2 separate regions of the Sus scrofa genome follow, and region 2 is linked to region 1. The links are chromatin contacts, called in public Hi-C maps. All regions are on one chromosome and are shown on one strand. Each heading gives the region's core, a stretch centred on a gene start, on an enhancer-like site or on the middle of the called end of the contact. The rest is flanking DNA. Distances are from core to core; before and after follow the strand shown. Region 1 holds the start of AMIGO2 (amphoterin-induced protein 2). Region 2 has its middle 190 kb from the start of RPAP3.

Region 1 (6,344 bases), core at 1,695-4,194:
ACTTGAACTCTGAAAAACAACCCTGTCTTTCTCCGGCACGAATCTAAGTGCTTTACCACATTTCCTGTTAACCAGTGATTTCATTCTTAAAATCCATCTGACTGTATTTCAAAAATACAGAACCACCTGTTTCTGCCCTGCTGTATATTTGTTTTGCAGACCACACACAAAAGTTGAATATGAAGAGAGTCAATCACTGCAGCATACAAATACAGGCACAAAATTAAGTGGACGCCACAAAGGGTGTGTCTGAAAACACTGAATTGACGGAATCTGAGTCAGATTTCACCCTGGAGGACTTTAAGATGCCCTCCGCTATAACCGTTTCACTGGGAAAGAGCCTGACTTTCCCATTCTGCCCTGCTGCAGTATCCTTCAGGGGTTCCAAAAACACCACTCTTTTACCAGCACTTGCCTTCCGTTCATCAGCCGGGGCATCGCTGTCGGGGCCGGGCGCGAGAATAGACGCCTGGACACTGCTTTGGTTTAGCATATGTTTTTGTCTCTTGGGTTTACACTTGCACGGGCACGGTGTCAGATAGAGGTACAGAAGTACTAAAACAATGCTGGCCACGCAGGCTGCCAGGGTGGTGAAAGCTGTGTTAAACGCCTCGTGGGCATGGGATCTGTTCATGGTGAAGTTGCTCACATTGATGGTGACGTCCACAGTTTCATTTAACAGCCGCTGCCGATTCATGGCAATACAGGAATACACGCCGGCGTCCTCAAACCGAGGACTCTCTATAACCAGACTCCCATTGGGAAACACGTGAAAGTTTTTCATCTCTTTCTCGGGCTCCAGCACTCTGTTATCCGGACCGACCCACATGAAATCAGTATTGGAGTTCCCAGTCTTGCTGTCACAGTGAACAATTAGCCTTTCCCCCACTTGAGCCTCATGAATAAAGCCAAGTGCACGGAAGGAACCATTGACGATACTGTCAGAGCAATTCAGAAAGCTATCCTGGAGCAGAAGCACCTGATGGAAGTGCCTGGTGTCAGACCACAGGCGACAGGTATAATCATTCTTAAAATCCATCACTGAGCTAAAGTGCCTACGATACCAAAAGATCAGCAATGAGTAAAGAGAACAGTCACAGACAAATGGGTTCCCATGAAGGTAGATGCCTCTCAGCTGCTTTCCTGGCACTAAATTTATATGATGCATTGGCAAGGAGGAGATCCGGTTATAAGAAACATCTAGAAACATCAGTTCTGCCAGCTTGAACCTTCCGAGGTACAAGTCCATGGGAAACTGCATGAGGAAGTTTCCACTTAAGTAGAGTTTTTGCAAGTGGGGGAGCCCTCCAAATGCTGAAGGATCAAGATAGGAAATGTGATTATTGTAAAGCAGGAGCACTTCCAGAACCTTCAACTCCTGGAACACGGCACTCTTCACGGTCTTTAGCTTGTTGGATGATAAGTCAAGACACTTCAGATTTGGAGTTGTGGAGAAACTGTCCGTGGAAATGCTCGTGATGTTATTATGACGAATAATGAGGGTGTTCAACTTTACAAAGGAAACCGGCAGCCACTCAGAATCCAGAAGCCCGATTCTGTTGTAACTCAGATCCAGCCTCTTAATCAGCCTGAAAAGGTTCCCAGGCACCTTGGACAGGTTTTTGTTGGTGCAGCTCACGATGTCAGTGGCACAGATACAAGCGGTGGGGCACACCCCGGAGGTGCCACGACTCACAGTCACCGTGATCACCAACAAACACAGCAGTTCCCTGCAGCCCGGTCTGACAACTCTAGGCAGGGTGGGCAGTGCGCGTAAACGTAAAGACATGGTCGCCTCTAAGTCTCTTCTGGGCGCCTTTGCCACCAGCTCAGCCTCCCACCAGTCAACCTGGTAAACAATCAATATTTAAAGAGGAGTAAAAAAGCAAAGTTAACTACCCCTAGTTAACCCTTAAGAGTAATAGCTAGCTTTCTTTCCCATAACTTTTGAAATCGAGGGTTTTTTATTTTTTTTCCCCACTGGGGAGCCTATGTGTCCTCTTTACTGTTGGATGCATTCTATCAACACAACCGTATCAATATCTGAAACAATTTCTTTTAAGGTGCATCATACGTTGTCCCCCCCCTTTTTTAAAAACTCTCTCCAAGAAACACAGAAATACACAAACGCATCTTATAAACAATTATAAGGAAATACTTAGCAAGCAAGCTACCCGTACAGAAAGCAACTCACAGAGCTGGGTAGCCTCAGGGGCACCGGGAATAGGCCGCCCACAGTGGTGTCTTCTGCAGATCTGTGCGTCCGTCTGTCTATGTCTGTCACTCTGGCATCTTAAGAGTTCCTTTCCCTTTTGCTCCCGGCGGGCGGCAGCCTCTCGCTGGCTCGCAACTTTGGAGAGTTTCAAGCAATAGCAGTGGCGGCAGCAACCCCGAGCGCAGGAAACAGCTCGGCCGGCTCCGGTTGGTTCTCCCGAGCTCTCTTCATTGCTCCGCTGAAGGTACCGCCTGGGCACTCGAGCCGTCGCGTGCCCGCGCGCCAGGCGCCCGGCTCCCGGAGCCGGGCCCAAGCGGCGGGGGCGCGAGCAGGGGGTCGGAGCGACCCCGCCTCTCCGTGCTTGGGAGGCTGCAGGGACCCGAGTTCCCCGCGCAGCACTGGCCGGGTTTTATCCCGGCGCGCCTGGGGTCGGGTGCGGGGCGGGAAGACCGGTCCCGCCCCTGCGCGTCCTCCCTCCAGCGGGAACCAGCTCCCTCGCTGCGGACGAGAGCGGGCCGAGCGCGCGACGGGGGGCGCGCGGCGCAGGGAGGGGGCGGCGGCGCAGCCAATCCGAGCGGCGGCTGGTACCCCCCTCGCCCCCACCCGGCGGCACTGCTGCCACCTCTGCCGCGCTCCTTCCCGCGCCCCGGGAGGGTGGCCGCGCAGGCGGGGCAGGGGTCCACACCCGAGGCCAGGGCTGGCGTCCCCCAAGCGGTGGACGCGCTCGCGCGCTTCTGAGGATTGCGTCCGTGCGCCCAGCCCCTATCTGCGGGGTGATGGGGTGGGGGAGGTTAAGGGACACGCCCATCCCGGAAGGGAGAGGTCGCTCCCTAGAAGACCCACTTCGTCCCGACTGTGCAGGTCGCGTCTCTCTCCCAGCCAGTCAGCTGAGCTCCCCGACCTCATACGGCTTTCAGTGGGCAAAGGCCACGGGGGCTCTCACAGCGCTAAGTGCGGTAGGTTTTAAAGGTTTACAAAATAAACACAGAAGCAGCCTCCGTCTCCGCCCACATTCGGGGGTGGAGGTTGAGGGGGAAGGGAAATCGGGCACGTTCCCTCCCATGCAACAGGATCTCTGCTTGGGGGAAGGAAGCGGGAAAGCGCATCGGGGACACTCCGCACCTCCTTGGGAAAGTTCTATCCCTTTGCTAACTCTGGACGCAGCTTCAAGGTGCCCCATTCGCGATGGAGAAGCGCAGGAAAAAAGGGTTGGAGTCGAGGCGAAGATAAGAGTATTAAGCTTAAAGGGGGGGGGGGACCCAGAGCCAGACTTTTTTTTTTTTTTTTTTTTTTTTTTTTATCGTGTTCGCAATGGACAGTGACTGATCCCAGAGAGGGTGTCTGCGCGGAGGTTCTTCATCCCTTCCCTAGAAGCAGGTTAAGAAAGAGGCAAGGCCAGGTGGGCAAGGCCGGGCACAGTTAGGTGGGGGATGTGGAGCTGATGAGCTTTCCGATTAAAAATCCATTTTTGTTTAATTCCGAGATCAGTTTTAACGATGGGATTTGACTGAGCCAAATGGCCCATTTATCCATTATATCCGGCTTAAAAGAGCTATATTACTGCCTTGACAAGAGATGCTAACCAAAGCAGAGGGAGAAAGACATTGAAAAGAGGAGCAAATTGAGAAAAACAATTGAGTAAAATATTACTTTAAAAAAATAGGAATAATGACGAAGACAACTCATTCGCTCCTTCCCCCCATCACTTGAGCAACCTTGAAGTTAATGAGAGTTGGCCCCTGCATTGTCCATGAATGGATTCATGTTGTAGCGTAGATCTGTTAGGCGAAAGTGCCAAATTTAATGCATCATTAATTCAGTCAGGCTTTTTATGGAATGACTGTGCAATAGCACTGGTAAATCAAGATTTTTCAGTTGAGAACAGCTTGATTCAGATTAGTTTCAGTTTCATGAAAAGTTGAAGTTTCTCATAAGAATACAGCCTGAAATGCTTCAGGAAAGCATTGCTTACTGTTCCCAGGGGAGAGGCAGAGGTTGATGTTTTCTAAGTTTTGGGGTTCTCAAAGAAAAAAACTTGGTCTCCAGGCCTTTATTTTTGCGGTTAGAATGATTAACACAGAGAAATAGATTTAAAAGTATTCAGAGGAATACTTTTAAATGACTAATAAATAACTAGGTATTTGTAGTATTTACTAAGTAACTAACGTTCGAAGGAAACCATGCATGTGGCAGAAAGACCTCTATTTAAAACAAAAATAGTCAAAAAAGAAAAGTGACTTTCAAAAATGGAAACAGAAGCTTCTGTAATAAGAGCAGCAGGCACATCATTCCAACATTATGCAAAGATTACACAGCATAAAAAAAATGCACTCAAAATCCACAGGCACATTTATATATCTATTTGAAGACCTAATTTTGAGGATTCTGCTCATTTGCCGAGAGGAAAAGAGTTTTGAAAGGGATGGGTTTCCTTGGCTTGGTGAATAGAGAGCTAATAATCAACCTTAATAGTGGTATAAGTTCCGACCTTACTCTGTGAAGGTAATTTTGCCAGATTCACTCTTTCCACTAGATGGTATGTTCCACAAGGGTGAAATGTTATGATCTGAACGCTGCTCTATTGTTAGCTTCTAGAATCCTGTTAGACACTTCCTTGTCATTGGATGAGTTTTTGATAAATCAAATGATGAATGGGGAACCTATTCCAGGCTTACCCAACCTGAATCGGCTGATTGCCATCCTGCTCTCTGTACCTCAAAAAGCTTGTCTGAAAGACAGAAGAGAGGGAAAGAGGAACCACTTGAAGTGGCTTGAAGGCCACTGCATTATTTCACTTCCTTTCTTTTTTTTTTAATACAACATAATTCTGTTTTTACTCTTTTTTTTAAGATTCAGATTTTTATTTTTTTAAACTTTATTTTAAATGATTTTTTTCCCCATTATAAGCTGGTTTACAGTGTTCTTTCAATTTTCTACTATACAGCAAGATGACCCAGTCATACATACATATATACATTCTTTTTTCTCACATTATCATGCTCCATCCTAAGTGACTAGATATAGTTTCCAGTGCTATACAGCAGGATCTCATTGCTTATCCATCCCAAAGGCAATAGTTTGCATCTATTAACCCCAAATCCCAGTCTATCCCACTTCCTCCCCCTCCCCCTTGGCAACCACAAGACTGTTCTCCAAGTCCATGATTTTGTTTTCTGTAGAAAGGTTCATTTGTGCTGTATTATTAGATTCCAGATATAAGTGATATCATATGGTCTTTCTCTTTATGACTTATTTCACTTAATATGAGAGTCTCTAGTTCTATCCATGTTGCTGCAAATGGCATTATTTTGTTATTTTTTATGGCTGAGTAGTATTCCATTGTGTATATATACCACATCTTCTTAATCCAGTTATCTGTTGACGGACATTTAGGTTGTTTCCATGTCTTGGCTGTTGTGAATAGTGCTGCAATGAACATATGGGTGCATGTATCTTTTTCAAGGAAAATTTTTTTTCTGAATATATGCCCAAGAGTGGGATGGCTGGGTCATATGGTAGTTCTATGTTTAGTTTTCTGAGGTGCCTCCATACGGTCTTCCATAGTGGTTGTTCCAATTTACATTCCCACCAACAGTGCAGGAGGGTTCCCTTTTCGCCACACCTTCTCCAGCGTTTGTTATTTGTAGACTTATAAATGATGGCCATTCTGACTGGTGTGAAGTAGTACCTCATAGTAGTTTTGATTTGCATTTCTCTAATAATCAGTGATGTGGAGCATTTTTTCATGTGCTTTTTGGCCATCCCTGTATCTTCTTTGGAGAAATGTCTATTCAGGTCTTTTGACCATTTTTCCATTGGGTTGTTGGCTTTTTTTGCTGTTGAGTTGTATAAATTGTTTGTATATTTTAGAGATTAAGCCCTTGTCAGTTGCATCATTCGAAACTATTTTTTCCCATTCTGTAAGTTGTCTTTTTGTGGTTTTTTTATGGTTTCTTTTGCTATGCAAAAACTTAGGTTTGATTAGGTCCCATTGGTTTATTTTTGCTTTTATTTCTGTTGCCTTAGAAAACTGACCTGAGAAAACCTTTGTAAGGTTGATATCAGAGAATGTTTTGCCTATGTTCTCTTCCAGGAGTTTGGTGGTGTCTTGCTGGTGTCTTTTCTCATG
Region 2 (6,344 bases), core at 2,184-4,683, 230 kb after region 1:
CAAATTTCAGCCACAGTAGGGGCACTGCCATCAGCTCCATTCTATCAATGAGGACACTAAGAACCAGAGAAAAATTGAGATATCACAAGAGATCCAGGGCTCGTGTTGAAAGCATTTGTAATATGCTTCCACAGGCTTCAGTGCTGACTCCACTATTTACTCTGCTTGTCCCCAGGAGAGTAACTTAATTCCCCATCAGTGAAATGAAGCCGTGATAGGACCATGACACAGGGTTGTCATGGAGATTAGATGAGATAACACGTGTGCTGTACTTCATTCTGTGTCTAGCGCATAGCAAGCTCTCACTAAATGTCCACAGCTGTGGTTGTTGTTGCAAGGCCTTTTATGATATGGGCTCTTACCTGTCCAGTCTGGTAGCTTTGCAGGCCCTCCTCCGGCCCTCCTCAAACTCAATCTCCAGTCCTTCTAACGTTCTTCCCTTTCCCTCATGGCGTCCCCAGGCCTCTGTACCTCTGTTTCACCCTCTGCTAGAGTGTTCATTCCCACCTTCCATCCCTTCTTCACCTGGCTGACTCCTATCCTTAAGACTCACCTGAGATAGCATTTCTTCCAGGAAGCCTTCCTTGACCTCAACCTTCTGGACTAGGTGCTCTCCTTGGGTTCCAATACCATCCTTTGCTTCCCTCTCTCCTTGCATGTGCCAAACTGCAACTTTCTAAATTTTTAGTCTGCCGCCACCCACTAACCTGTGAGTTCTTGAAGGCAGGTCTTAGTCTTTCTTCATGTGGTTTCCTCCAGGACTTAGGACACTATCTGGCAATAAATATTTGCTAAATAATTAAGTGATAACTCAAAGAAAAGTGGGCTGCTTGTCCTGTGACCTCTATTGACCATTCCCAAGGGATTATTCCTTTTGGAAAGTAGGGTATACATCAGATAACTTAAGTTATTCACTCTTTAAGTCCTTATTATTATTTGCTCTATTATTCTAGGTGTGGAGGCCACTGTAGCAAATAAGACAAAGTGTCCTGCTCCTGGATAGCAATAGGCTAGTATGAATGGGAAGGAGAGAGAAAACGACCAACTAAGGGAAAAGGTAATGTCACTAGCCATACATTCTAGAACAAAAATGGAATAAGGTTAAAAGTAGAGAGTGATGGGGAGCAATGTGCTAATTCAGACTGTCCCATCAGGGAAGGCTTCTGTGACAGGAACTTTAAGCTGAGACCTGAGTGACAGCAAAGATCCAATTATGCAAAAGTCAGGGAGCAGAGCAAGTTGAAGCACCCTGAGAGGGAGTGAGTCTGCACTTTCACCGGCAAGAAAAGGGTCCAGGTGCCTAAAGCCAGGATGAAATCAGAGAGAGGTCAAGACCGGATTGAGTAAGACCACTTAGACCATGATAAGGTATCTAGATTTTGTTCTGCCCACAACAGGAAGCCACTGAAGGGTTTTATGCATGAGCATGAGATGATCTGACTTAACATTTTTAGAAAATTACTCTGGCCTCTGTGCAGAGGGCAAAAGAAGCATATCAGATTATCATTGTAGTTCAATGAGATGGTTGCAGCTGAAGATGGAGGAAAGAGGACAGATTTAAGCTGTCTTGGGGAAGAAATGACAAGACTTGCTGATGGAGTATGTGATGGGAGTGGCCTGGGACAAAAGGAACTAAGAATGTAGCAGCTGTGTACAGCCCTCTCACTAAGAGGGTGCCTCTCACTAAAATGGCTCCTCCCACTAAGGTGGTGACCAATAGAAGAGAAACAGGTTTGATAGACAGAGGGTGGGGAGGGACCAAACATTCTGTTTCCCAGGGTGTATTGGATTGGAGATGCTATGAGACATCCATTCGGATAGAGGGCGCAAGCAGCCAGTGGGCACCACAGACTCAAAGCTCCAAGCCTGTGGATAACCTGCCAATGACTGACTTTTAAATTGTGGGGAGGAATTCCGCTTGAGGCTCTGTGGAAATGAACCTGACTGGTATCAGGTTCCATGAGGACGCAGGTTCCATCCCTGATCTTGCTCTGTGGGTTAAGGATCCCCAGTTGCGTGAGCTGTGGTATAGGTCACAGACGAGGCTTGGATCCTGTGTTGTCAGTGGCTGTGGTGTAGGCCGGCAGCTACAGCTCTGATTGGACCCCTAACCTGAGAACTTCCATGTGCCTGCGGTGTGGCCCTAAAAAGACCAAAAAAAAAAAAAAAAAAAAAAATTAAACTGGGGAGAACAGGTACACTGGAGCCAATGCATGTGGATGGAAGAGAGAGGGGGAGGTTGGGGAAAGACAAGAAGAGAAGAAAAGGAAGAAGAGTATAAGGGCCCACAACTTAGAATAGATTTACAAGGAGATCCTGCTGAATAGCATTGAGAACTTTGTCTAGATACTCATGTTGCAACAGAACAAAGGGTGGGGGAAAAAATGTAATTGTAATGTATACATGTAAGGATAACCTGACCCCTTGCTGTACAGTGGGAAAATAAAAAAAAAAATTATAAAATAAATAAATAATTATTAAAAAAAAAAAAAAAGAAGAAGAAGAGTATAAGGGCCCAAATCGAGCACAAGCGTGCTCAGAGAAGAGCATGGGAGACACGAGTGTTTTCGGAGGAAAATCCACCCAGGAGAGATTGTGCTCAAGGCTGAGAGAAGAACGTGACAGGTTGAAAAAAGTGCCGAGGGACGGAGAAAAGAAGCAGGTGCTTGGATTCGGCAAAAGGGAAGCCTTTGATAACTTGGATGTGAGCCGGTTCAGGAGGAAGCTTCTCGTAGCAATCACTGCCGCTCTCCAGTATCCTCCCTCCTTCCTCTTCCGTAACAGAACCCAGTTCTGTTCACGTGTTCGCCCAGCTCCTGGGATTCACGGGAATGAGAAACGGAACCCATTTGCAGCTCCAGCACGCGATGCTGACTTCTAAACCAGCATATGCCATCCTTCTGATGATGGTTATTACGAAGTCTGGGGTGGGCGTGGGGCTCAAGTTGGGCCAGTTGGATGGAAGGGAAGGGCCTGATTCTGGGGGACTCCTCGTTTCTAACACCCGCTGAGCAAGAAAGAAAACCTGAAACGCCAGCTGCTGACCAGGCCCCAGTTGTGATGCTGAGGCTGTGGCTAGCAGTACCGAGAGGTGGGGATGATGTGGGGCCCCCAGGACACCGTTAAATCCCTGAATCAACCAACCTTGAAGCCCATCTTACTCCAAAACTTCCTGTTAATTGAGATAATTAATCTCCTTATTTTTTAAAAAAGCAGTTGAGTCAGGGTTTCTGTTTCTTGTAGCAAAAGCCTCCTCCCGGACGAATCATTTTTCGGTATTTTCAGTGTATTCAAACCTTCAAAGCTGCATTGGCCAGTGTGTGCCTTTCCCTCCGTTAAACATTCTGTCTGATGCCAGTGAGCCCTTGTGTCCAGGAGGCAGGACTCAGGATCATTGGGCCACTTCCGTCCCCACAAATAAGGTTCACCATGAGTCAGATCTGTTTGTCCCCAAACCGGCTTGGCCAGCTTCACTTGTTTTTGTAAACTAAGGAAATAGGAGGGAGGAAGAGAATTGTTTTGTATAAAATCCAAACGGAATGCTTCTAATAAACAATAAAGGGAAAGTAGCTTAAAAAAAAAAACAAAACAAAAGCAAACTCTTAAAGTCTGGCATAGGCAAGACAAATGATAAAAAGCTGGGAAATTTTGTTTCATCCAGACGAATTCTGAACTCAGAGCGGTTCCCAACTCTCTGAGTTCTCTTCTTACTTTAAAGATGTTCAGACTGGAAACCACTGACCAGTGTGTCAGTTTTTACGTTTTCAAATTCTGCACAGAACTCCCATCAGCTGTCACATCCTTAAAGAAGAGCCTTTGTCCTTTCAAGATATTGTCAAATGAAGAGTTCCCTTGTGGCCCAGCAGTTAAGGATCCTGCTCTGGCTTGGGTCACTGCTGTGGTGCAGGTTCAGTCCCTCCCTGGGAACTTTTGCGCGCCTTGGGCAAATCGTCAAATGAGGGTACATTTAATTTTTTTTAATACAGCTTACTTTAATAAAATATTCAAAGCGTTTTCCATTTGCACTGTTTCCCTGCTTTAACTGACTGCTTTAACTGATTTTTCAACTCATTGCCAGATTGGAGGCTTCTGAGAAGATAGGTCCACTGTCCCCCCTCAGCTCCCTCTCCCACCAGGTCAACCTGCTGCCCTCAGACTCTCCCCTTTCTCCACCTCATCAACAACTGCTTTTACAAAATTGTAATTACAATCATGAGTGCCTTTCGTTTTTAATGAGTTCTCGCAGCATCTATGTTAAAGTGTTAACTGCTATTTCTGCGTGAAGAGATTACAGGTTTTTTTTTTTTTTTTTTTTTTTTTGTCTTTTTACTATTTCTTGGGCCGCTCCCGAGGTATATGGAGGTTCCCAGGCTAGGGGTTGAATCGGAGCTGTCGCCTCCAGCCTACGCCAGAGCCACAGCAATGCAGGATCTGAGCCGCGTCTGCGACCTACACCACAGCTCACGGCAACGCCGGATCCTTACATACATCCTCACATCTTGTTCTCACGACAGTCTTACAAGGTAGGATGCATCAGAGGAGGAAAGGGTTCAAGCCTGGGTTTGTTTTTTTGTTTTTATTTTTTTTCCTTTTTCCATTGTTGGCCACGGGGTAGCATATGGAGTTCCCAGGCCAGGGATCAAATCAGCCAAAGTTGCGACCTACGTCACAGCTGTGGCAACACCAGATCCTTTAACCCACTGTGCTGGGCCAGGAGTGGAACCTGTGTCTTGGGTGCTTCAGAGACTCCAGTCCCATTGTGCCACAGCGGGAACTCCACACCCAGATTTTCTGGTGCAAATGCAGCACTGGCTCGGCTGCTCATTACGCTCTCCCCACCCCACCCTGCCCCACAAGGGGGCCATCTTTGCTTCCAACACAAGGGGCATCCAGATAGGGGACCTGCTCTGAGCTGGGGAGAGAGAAATGGGCAAGGCCCCGTGCAAGGCAGCAAGGACTCAGGACAAGGCACAGGCACCAGGAAAGCAAGTGGGTCACTGAGAAGCTTGGCTAAGGATGAGGCTGGAGACAGGTTTCAGTAAAACAAGCAAAACCACCCCGGCCACCCAGGATTTCTCTTAGCAGCAATGAAATAAAATTTGTATTTTAAGGCAGATAAGAAAAATTTAACATAAAATTCTTTCTGCGGGTCTATTGGGGCCTTCTCCCCGCCACCCCACCCCAGAACGTGTAGCGTGCATCTGCACAGTAACCAAAGCTCCTCAAAGACAAGAGTGCCTGCTCGACCATAAAGATCTTTTTTCCTGAGTTCCCATCGTGGCTCAGAGGGTTAAGGACCCTACATAGTGTCCGTGAGGATGTGCATTTGATCCCTGGCCTTGATCAGCGGGTTAAGGATTCAGTGTTGCAACAGCTGTGGTGTAGGCATTGCTGTGGCTGTGGTGTAGTCCAGCAGCTGCAGCTCCCGTTCGAATCCGACCCCTACCCCAGGAACTTCCATGTGCTGTGGGTTCAGCCTTAAAAAGAAAAAAAATTAGAACTATCTTTTGGTCCCCTTTCTTCTGACACTAGCAATGTAACTTCTTAAAAGAACAGTATTCTTCCCCATCTTTGTCGGGGGTCATGGTGACTTGCTGCTGGCTTTGTACCTGCTTACCTGGACTCTGTATCCTGTATGGCAACTACCAGTATTTCTTTTTTTGGCTTTTTAGGGTCTCGTCGGCAGCATATGGAAGTTCCCAGGCTAGGGGTTAAATCAGAGCTGCAGCTGCTGGCCTACACCACAGCCCGCAGCAACACAGGATCCGAGCCACGTCTGCAGCCTATACCACAGCTCACGGCAATGCTGGATCCTTAACCCACTGAGCCGGGCCAGGGATTGAACCTGCATCCTCATGGATATTAGTCGGGCTCCTTACCACTGAGCCGCAATGGGAACTTCCTCAGCATCCCATTTTGATACGATCCTTTGTCTCAAAAATGTGTCGACTGTGCCTTGGACCCTCTACCCGGCAGAACAGTTCTCAGAGCGTCTGAAAGTCCGTCTCCTGGGTTATAAGCCTCAGTTTGGCTCCAATAAAATTCCCCTTTTTTTCTTCTTAACTTCAGTTGTTCCTTGACTTTTCGTCAATAGCAGCAACACAGTACGAATAAGGCTGAGCAACCCGATGACCGTGTCTCCTCATCTGCTCCCTCCCCGCCCCGTGGGGACATTTGGCAATGTCTGGAGACATTTTTGGTTGTCACATGGGAGGGGCTGAGGTGCTACTGGCAAACAGTAGAAAGAGGTCAGGGATGCTGCTAAGTGTCCAATACACATAGGACAGCCCTCTTCCACAAAGAATTACCTGGCCCCCAAATATCTATAGTGCTGATTTTGGAGA

The links. A called contact is a pair of places that touch in the nucleus more often than the background predicts.
Region 2: a Hi-C map of retroperitoneal adipose tissue shows a contact between it and region 1, with 1.7 times the contacts expected there. The contact joins the enhancer-like site here to the promoter of AMIGO2 in region 1. A contact is called at or near these places in 2 of 5 promoter capture datasets (fetal liver and liver), 3 of 47 Hi-C or Micro-C datasets (embryonic fibroblasts, heart right ventricle and retroperitoneal adipose tissue) and 1 of 2 datasets of contacts at active chromatin or transcription factors (skeletal muscle).

The regions. Positions count from the first base shown.
Region 1 is chr5:77,642,804-77,649,147 of Sscrofa11.1, forward strand. AMIGO2 (amphoterin-induced protein 2) reads right to left here and starts at 2,945. Exons shown (of 2, transcript XM_005664161.3): 1 at 2,195-2,945; 2 at 1-1,849. The coding sequence starts at 1,789. The coding sequence ends at 224. The region is part of intron 1 of LOC100626841 (a long non-coding RNA gene); the gene reads left to right.
Region 2 is chr5:77,871,173-77,877,516 of Sscrofa11.1, forward strand. No RefSeq gene overlaps it. Among named protein-coding and RNA genes, the nearest start is that of RPAP3, 190 kb to the right of the region's middle. Within about 2 kb of position 3,434, at least 6 of the 83 cell types and tissues checked have an H3K27ac peak or open chromatin away from gene starts, as enhancers often do. A contact at or near this core is called in liver and retroperitoneal adipose tissue, where this site is marked.